Regions from separate parts of the Oncorhynchus mykiss genome. Here region 2 is linked to region 1. A link is a contact called in public Hi-C data. All regions are on one chromosome and are shown on one strand. The core of a region is the stretch at or near the end of the contact, and the rest is flanking DNA. Distances in the headings are between cores, read along the strand shown. Region 1 holds the start of LOC110494161 (dnaJ homolog subfamily C member 14). Region 2 holds the start of LOC110494181 (aminopeptidase B).

Region 1 (4,122 bases), core at 945-3,444:
ACGGCTGTCCACCACCGCTGGCCCCTCTCCCCGCCCAGCCGGACGAGCGTGAACCGAACCCACTGGGAACCCAGCAGCACCACAGCACAGAGGAGTCCGAAGCAGGTCAGGGAGACCTGCCAGACCCACTCCACCGAACGGATGCTCTTATCCACCAGGACCGTTCCAGCGCAACTCACCCTCTCCAGCACACGCCGGGCGTCCGCCTTCATTCCCGGCACGTCTGTGACCTTGTTGAGCAGCTGTGAGCCGAGGTCATACAGGGCTACCCCTGCGGCTTCCACAGCCACCCCGCAGCGGTGGGTCACAGAGACAATGAGCTCCACTACCATGTGAATACAGGAGATGCACCAGGGGCTGAGCGACTCTGACAGCAGCTCCCTGAAGGCCAAGGTAAGCTGGGTGCCTGTCTGACGCCGGCCCCGGCCCTGGTGGTGGTGGTGGCGCCTCCGGGCCTGCTTGTGCCTCCCACCACCCGATGACAGGGACCCTTTCGGGAGGTAGGATGATGATGTAGCCTGGGTATTCTGCTCGGAGGCTGCCACCACTCCTCCTCCGCTGTTCCGGAAACGGCTTTTCCTCCCTCCGGCCCCTGAGCTCTTCCATCCAGACTCCCCGTTCATGCCAGGCTCCCTCCCGACTTCGTTTCGGCCTCCTCCATTCTCGTCTTCATCTCCACCCTCAGTCTCCTCATTTGCTTCTCTGACCACATGCTCCGCCCCTTCCTGTTTCAGAGAGACTTCATCCTCTTTGGCCTCTGAAATCCCACAATACTCTGCTTCTTCTGAGTCCTGGTTGATTGGAGTCGGGATATCCTGAGGGGTAGCTTTGAGATCCTCTTTGGGAACTGGTTGATGAGTTTCCTCATCTCCTCTGACTTCCCACTGGTCAGGCATGGAGGTGGAAGACGAGAGGGTAGGAACACCTGAGGGCAGCTCTTCAGGGCTCTCCTCAGCTGCCTCTACAGTCCATGTCTCTTCCTCCATCTCGCTCTCAGCCACCCCTTTCTCCATCATCAGCCCTGTCTCTTGATTAAAGTGCCAAAAAAAAAGTCTCCACTCTCACGGCAGGTAGGGACCTTGACCCATTCTCACTGACCGCACCTTCTCTGACACTACACTTCAGCAGGGCTGAAGAGTCAGATAAGGACGGCTGAATAATACTGGAATGGCAGGCGCCATTGTCCACGGTAGCCTGTCCAATGCAGAAACTTTGAAGGCATTGGATCAAGGGTCAATCATTACAATCCTTGGGCACGACTGGCCTCATCTTGTATCTGGTTATTGCCTGTGAAAAGAAAGCAAGTTTAAACATTAGCCTTAACACTTTCACTTTATTTGCACTAGAACAAAGGGTATAATCTAAAGGCAAAGCTCACAAAGAAATGACATTAAATAGGATATGGAGTATCTGCATGTATCATTGTTATTATCAATTGTGTTTTCTACTGTAGTGTGCCTTGATCAATATTCTCCATAGCACGCTTCATGACCGCAGCACTCAACGAGCTGCTTCACATCGCCGACATTTTGAAAATATAAACCAAACTCTAAAGCTCTCTGGTTGTCAGTAGTTGCACTAGCTAGAAATATAATTAATTTCTAAACCCATAACTGACTGGGATGGAATATATCAGAGAATACTGTGGGCACTCTTCGGTTCTAGCAAATTAGCTATGTCGCCAACAAAATTACCAACTGTCTCAAGACTAACAGCTAGCTAACATTATTAGTTGCTCGTGTTTAGCTAACTAGCAACTGTAGCTAATGCAATTTAAATAATCTTAACGGCGGATTATTAATAATATTATTTGAGCTATTTTAATGCTTACACTGACAGAAATAACATTGGGAAAGATGACAGCCAGTGCAACTCACTTTTCTCTTCCGTAAAGGAAGGGAAGATGATAAAATGTAGTCTTCCTTTCGAAGTGGCTAACCCGAGCCCTGTAGCTGCTCCTCAAATTGACCAAATATGGCAAACAGAAATTCTAGTCGTAGAAAGAAAATGTAGTTATTGAATTGTGTATGAAACTATTATTATCCTGTATTAGGAGAGTGTTTTCGTTCTGCTTATGCAGATATTATATATTTTTGTTCTTGGCTATCGCTGTCCTTGCTGTTTGTCTTACTATATTTCACTTCCGAGGGCAGCAGACACCTCACATAAACCACTACTGAGACGCGAGAAAGAATAAGCAAGACCTAGCAAGAATAAGACCGTGTCGTGACCTCGGCCATTTCCCTTCAAAATAAAAGTCAGCCAATGACGATGGTAAAAAATAATACACTAGTCGCAAATCGTAACATTTTATTTGGAATTTAGTTTAACAATCGAACAAAACAATAAAAATGAAAATAGTTCCTTAAAGCAAATAATGTTACATTGACAATATTGTTAAAGATAGACTCAGCTAAATCATTTTGACATGAGAAGCCCCACAGATATTGGGTTTGTTTGACATTTGTTTTGTATCTTTATTTAACTAGGCAAGTCAGTTAAGAAATTATTATTATTATTTATTATTTACAATGGCGGCCTACACTGACCAAACCCTGTACGTTGTGTCCCATTCTACTCAGGAGCAACTCCACAGAGTTTACACCCCCAGCATCGTCACTGATAATTTCATATTGGACATACACATTGCACCTTACACAAATTTCTGTACATTGTATTACAGTAAAATAAACATAGCTGATCCCTATAATATGCATTGACTCCTAATGAGCATATATTTTAAGAAGTGCAAAAATATCATAAGGATGAGAGAAATGAGAGTGATGTCACGCACCCAAGAAGGCTCAACCAATCACTTGACAGATTTGATTAATATTCATGAGTTGCGTCGGGAGGATAGGTTGAGACTTCTTGATATGTGACGTCACACAGATGCCCGTTTGCTTGCTAGCCTGCATGAGCAGTAAATATGATTTGGTAAACCTAGCTTCAGTTTAATTAATTGGGAATAAATGAAAGCTTCACCAGCTAGCTATCAATAAATTTCAGTTTCACTGTCCGATCATTCATTAAACAAGTCCACAAATTGTTATTTGTACCTTTCCGCAAACTGTCTGCTGCTTGATATGAGTAAATTAACCTAAATGTATCAAATAATAGGTAATCGACAATTAGTTGGCTAGTAGTGGCTACTGCCTAGCTAGCTACAGTTCAGTAATATTTCTATCCTCCTAAATATGGTGGCTACTATGAGTGACTATGAGTTGAACATACAGTGCTTTGCGAAAGTATTCGGCCCCCTTGAACTTTGCGACCTTTTGCCACATTTCAGGCTTCAAACATAAAGATATAAAACTGTATTTTTTTGTGAAGAATCAACAACAAGTGGGACACAATCATGAAGTGGAACGACATTTATTGGATATTTCAAACTTTTTTAACAAATCAAAAACTGAAAAATTGGGCGTGCAAAATTATTCAGCCCCTTTACTTTCAGTGCAGCAAACTCTCTCCAGAAGTTCAGTGAGGATCTCTGAATGATCCAATGTTGACCTAAATGACTAATGATGATAAATACAATCCACCTGTGTGTAATCAAGTCTCCGTATAAATGCACCTGCACTGTGATAGTCTCAGAGGTCCGTTAAAAGCGCAGAGAGCATCATGAAGAACAAGGAACACACCAGGCAGGTCCGAGATACTGTTGTGAAAAAGTTTAAAGCCGGATTTGGATACAAAAAGATTTCCCAAGCTTTAAACATCCCAAGGAGCACTGTGCAAGCGATAATATTGAAATGGAAGGAGTATCAGACCACTGCAAATCTACCAAGACCTGGCCGTCCCTCTAAACTTTCAGCTCATACAAGGAGAAGACTGATCAGAGATGCAACCAAGAGGCCCATGATCACTCTGGATGAACTGCAGAGATCTACAGCTGAGGTGGGAGACTCTGTCCATAGGACAACAATCAGTCGTATATTGCACAAATCTGGCCTTTATGGAAGAGTGGCAAGAAGAAAGCCATTTCTTAAAGATATCCATAAAAAGTGTCGTTTAAAGTTTGCCACAAGCCACCTGGGAGACATGTGGAAGAAGGTGCTCTGGTCAGATGAAACCAAAATTGAACTTTTTGGCAACAATGCAAAACGTTATGTTTGGCGT
Region 2 (4,583 bases), core at 906-3,405, 390 kb after region 1:
TTCTGTACATCTTACTGTAGAAATGATTGTTGAAAACAAGTCTAGGTTGGAGCTGTTGCTGTTAAACTGATTTGAAGCAAGATGCTTTTTGAGGCAAACACACACACAGTTCTGGGTTGCTTATCTACAGCAGGAAGCGGTCTCCTGCCTGACTGAGAAAGCATTAGATGCTCTGATCCAGTTTGGCACCACATACCTATGCGAGTCAGGGTTCTCAACTCTGGCATACTTTTTTTTTAAAGTACAGAAACAGACTCAAAGTTGAGCATGACCTCAGGGTTGCACTGTAATAAATTGAGCACAGAAAATACATGCTTGTTGAAAACTTCAACCAGCCACACACCTCTGATTAGGACTGTATGTGTGTGTGTGTGTGTGTGTTCTGTTATACAGCTGTGTGATGTGATCAATTAGTTTATTCCAGTTCAGAATTTAAATTATTGTATTTTAACAGCAACAGTTCCAACCTAGACAGATATTTAAGTGTTTTTAATCAAACAGCATGAATTGCTATTTATATGGGTATTTCATTTAATTGTAATTTGTTTTTGTCTATATTGCATTTGTTTTAAGCATAAGGGCAATGAAATGTACAAATATTTACGTCTAGTTGCATGTTTTCATAAGCTTTGGTCCCAGGAAAACATAGGATTTCTCATTTGGGTCCTTAAGGACCACTGGCATAAGCCAGTATGTATTACATATACAGTGCTTCGAATTGTGGCCACCTATGGAATGGGTGGAGTAAAAAGCCAGCAACACTGTGTATTATTCAAAGCCCCATGAAATGACACCATACATGTACATGTTATATATCCGACGTAAGTATTTCCTACAATACTTTTATTGCGGCACCCAGATACGGACCCTACTAAATATTCCCTAATGTAAAAACTGCCAGCTCATCTCCTTTTAAAGACCCCAAATGTTTTTATTTTTTTTAAATAAGGTCTTGGCAATCATAATTTTACTAGCCAATCAGCAGCCTTTTCCCCCGGGACTTACTGTAATACCGGACAAGGCAGGGCCTCAGGCAGTCTGTAGTTTTCGTTCTGCTGACCAACCGGTGTTTGTCTCCTGCTTATTCTCAGTGGTGTAAAGTACTTAAGTAAAAATACGTTAAAGTACTAAGTTTTATTGTGGTATCAGTACTTTACTATGTATACTTTACTATTTATACTAGTTTTACTTTTACTTCACTACATTTCCAAAGAAACATTATACTCCATACATTTTCCCTTACATCCAAAGGTACTCCTTACATTTTGACAGGAAAAGGGTCCAATTCACGCACTTATCAAGAGAACATGCCTGGTCATCCCTACTGCCTCTGATCTGGTGTACTCACTAAACACAAATGCTTTGTTTGTAAATTATGTCTGAGTGTTGGAGTGTGCCCCTGGCTATCCATCAATAAAACTACAAATAAAATAGTGGCGTCTCGTTTGCTTAATATAAGGAATTTGAAATCATTTATACTTTTACTTTTGATACTTAAGTATATTCAAAACCAAATACTTTTAGACTTTTACTCAAGTAGTATTTTACTCTGTGACTTATACTTTTGTCATTTTTTTAATGTATCTTTACTTTTACTCAAGTATGACAGAGTACTTTTCCACCACTGCTTATTCTACCTCCTTAGAAAAATGTTATTTTCTTTCAGATTTTTTATTGTGCATGCAGTTAAATAAGCGCAATTAGTATCACAGAGAGTGTGTTGTGTGTGTGGATCTTCATTAAACCCTTGAACTGGAACTACTGCTTCCTTGTGTTCTGAACGGACACCCTCTGGTGGTTGCTACCGGCCTAAAATCCAGCACCTACATTTTCCATCCCTTTTTATTGGATTCTTAGAATTCATTAACAACCCATGTTTTTCACCTACAATACTTCTACTGCGGAACCCAGAATAGTGTTTGCTCTATAAACCAAAATGTATTCCATATACAGTGATTCGCATTGGTGGCATTTATTGGACCATGGAACATGTTTTAAAAGCCAAATGTTACTTAAAAATAAACAAATATGAATCATTGTAATTTATTTTTCATATATCATGAATAAAACAGGTTATTGACACTTTTCTACTATTATGCGGGGACTTTTATTTTGAAGATTTCCGTGACCCAGAAGTACTTTTTTGTGTGTTGATGCTGGAGAGGTGCAGCTGTTGGATGCCAATCGCCGATATACACCCCACCGAGGAAAAAGAAGAAGCGGTGCAGCCAATCGTTGGAGGAAGACTCACGTTTACCCAGTTATTCTTGCTGTAGGCTACTAAAATATGGATAAATCTCTCAAACTGCACTCCGATCTAGCAGAGGACGTGGCTACGTCTTCGAGCTTTCGTCAATTCAAGATAAAACACTTCCACTTGGATCTAAGCGTGGACTTTGAGAAGAGAACTTTGAGAGGAACTGAAACGCTACAGCTGAAATGCATCCAAGATTCTCAAAGCGAGCTACTGTTGGACATTCATCCCTCCCTCTCAATGCAAGAGGTGTCCTACTGCCGAAGTGAAGATGATTCGGATTCAGTGAAAGTAGAATTCATGACGCGCAATTTCACCAGTTATGGCACCACACTGGTTGTAAAATTCCCAGCACCATGTAAAATTGAGGAACAGTTTCGAGTGGTGGTCAAGTTTCTTGCATCCGATGGACCAGGGGTAAGTGAATGTCATTCAGCCGTCGTAACTAGAGTTAGTTTACCTAGCAACAACAACACTAGCTTGTTACTTCCAGATGATTGGTTACTAAGAATGTATTTCTATTTGAACCTATACAGAAGAAAAATATAAACACAACATGTAAAATGTTGGTCCCATTTTTAATGAGCTGAAATACACTTTATTTTTTTTACATACGCAAAAAAAGCTTATTTCTCTCATTTTGTGCACAAATTTGTTTACATCTCTGTTAGTGTACATTTATTTATCCTTTGCCAAGATTATCTATCCACCTGACAGGTGTGGCATATCAAGAAGCTGATTAAACAGCATGATCATTACACAGGGCTGGGGACAATAAAAGGCCACTCTAACATGTGCAGATTTGTCACAACACAATGCCACAGATGTGTAAAGTTTTGAGGGAGTGTACAATTGGCATGCTGACTGCAGGAATGTCTACCAGGTTTCTTCACCTGCAGGATCATCTAAAACCAGTCACCCAGACAGCTGATGAAACAGGAATATTTCTGTCTGTAAATAAGCCCTTTTGTGGGGAAGAATAATTTCTTATTGGCTGGGCCTGGCTCCCCAGTGGGTGGGCCTGGCTCTCAATTGGGTGGGCCTATGCCCTCCCAGGCCTATGGCTGCTCCTGCCCAGTCATGTGAAATCCAAAGATTAGGGCCTAATGAATTTAAATAAATTGACTGATTTCCTTATGTGACCGACCGCCTCGATTCGGTCTTATGTAGAAAAATGTGAATTCAATTATTATTATTATTATTTTTTTAAATGTTGGATAAAAGTAGAGACTGGTATATCATACACTGCAGTTGAAGAACAATGGGAAAGTAATTCTGCTTTAAAAGTTCATAAACTTGTAACCCCACTTTTGAGAAAATGGTCCTGGAATGTTTTGGCACACCTACTGGAAAGCTCTTTGTCTACATCCATTCAGCATCAATCACACCTTCTTAGCCTCACACGTCTCTTTAAGGATTCACATGTGAGGCCATGTGTTAAACCGAGTGAGTAGTTTAGTAAACAACCAAAGATTAAGACTAAAAGTGGTACAAGTAGTGGCCTACAATAAGGAACAATACACTATCTAGTCCTTGGCCTGTATCCTAATCTGATTTTGGTGCAGGTCCTGTTGTTCTTCACATTACCATCTTTGGTAACACACACTATATCAAATATGATCTAACTTTATAAGTCACATCCACAGAATACAGAAGGTGTAAACTGTACAGTAAAATGGTTACTTGCGCAGTAGCAATATAAAAAAAAGTGTCCAGATACAAATATTTTATAATTATTAGATGATGCTTACCTGACACACATGAAATACAATAGATGGCCATGAGCACCGCCAGACACACCTGGCTAACTTGATGGGTCGGGGGCGGCAGGGTAGCCTAGTGGTTAGAGCGTTGGACTAGTAACCGGAAGGTTGCAAGTTCAAACCCCCGAGCTGACAAGGTACAAATCTGTCGTTCTGCCCCTGAACAGGCAGTTAACCCACTGTTCCTAGGCCGTCATTGAAAATAAGAATTTGTTCTTAACTGACTTGCCTAGTTAAATAAAGGTAAAAATAAAATAAATAAAATAAAAATAAAAACATCTTGTTTGGCCAGCATTGTGTCAAGTCACTGCGGTTTACACTGACTTTGGCGTGAGCAGAAACTGATCTGTCGACTTAGCAGCTGCTAAATTCAATGTTGTTGAGAAAGGTCCTTTCTACCACGCCGTTTTTTAAATTATGAACTGTAACTCAGTAAAATTGTTAATTGTTGCGTTTTTTTTGTTCAGTATATTTAAAACCGTAAAACCTTTTTTTCTTTTCAAATTAGATCAACTCTGTTGGCAATTCATAGTCTGCAACGTTTCATAATTTTTAGTTTCACATTT

Evidence for each region. A called contact is a pair of places that touch in the nucleus more often than the background predicts.
Region 2: a Hi-C map of liver shows a contact between it and region 1, with 10 times the contacts expected there. A contact is called at or near these places in 2 of 3 Hi-C or Micro-C datasets (blood and liver).

What each region holds. Positions count from the first base shown.
Region 1 is chr17:56,638,394-56,642,515 of USDA_OmykA_1.1, forward strand. It overlaps LOC110494161 (dnaJ homolog subfamily C member 14), which reads right to left and starts at 2,195. Exons shown (of 8, transcript XM_021568956.2): 1 at 2,132-2,195; 2 at 1-1,287. The coding sequence starts at 1,016.
Region 2 is chr17:57,027,992-57,032,574 of USDA_OmykA_1.1, forward strand. It overlaps LOC110494181 (aminopeptidase B), which reads left to right and starts at 2,156. Exons shown (of 11, transcript XM_021569002.2): 1 at 2,156-2,671. The coding sequence starts at 2,288.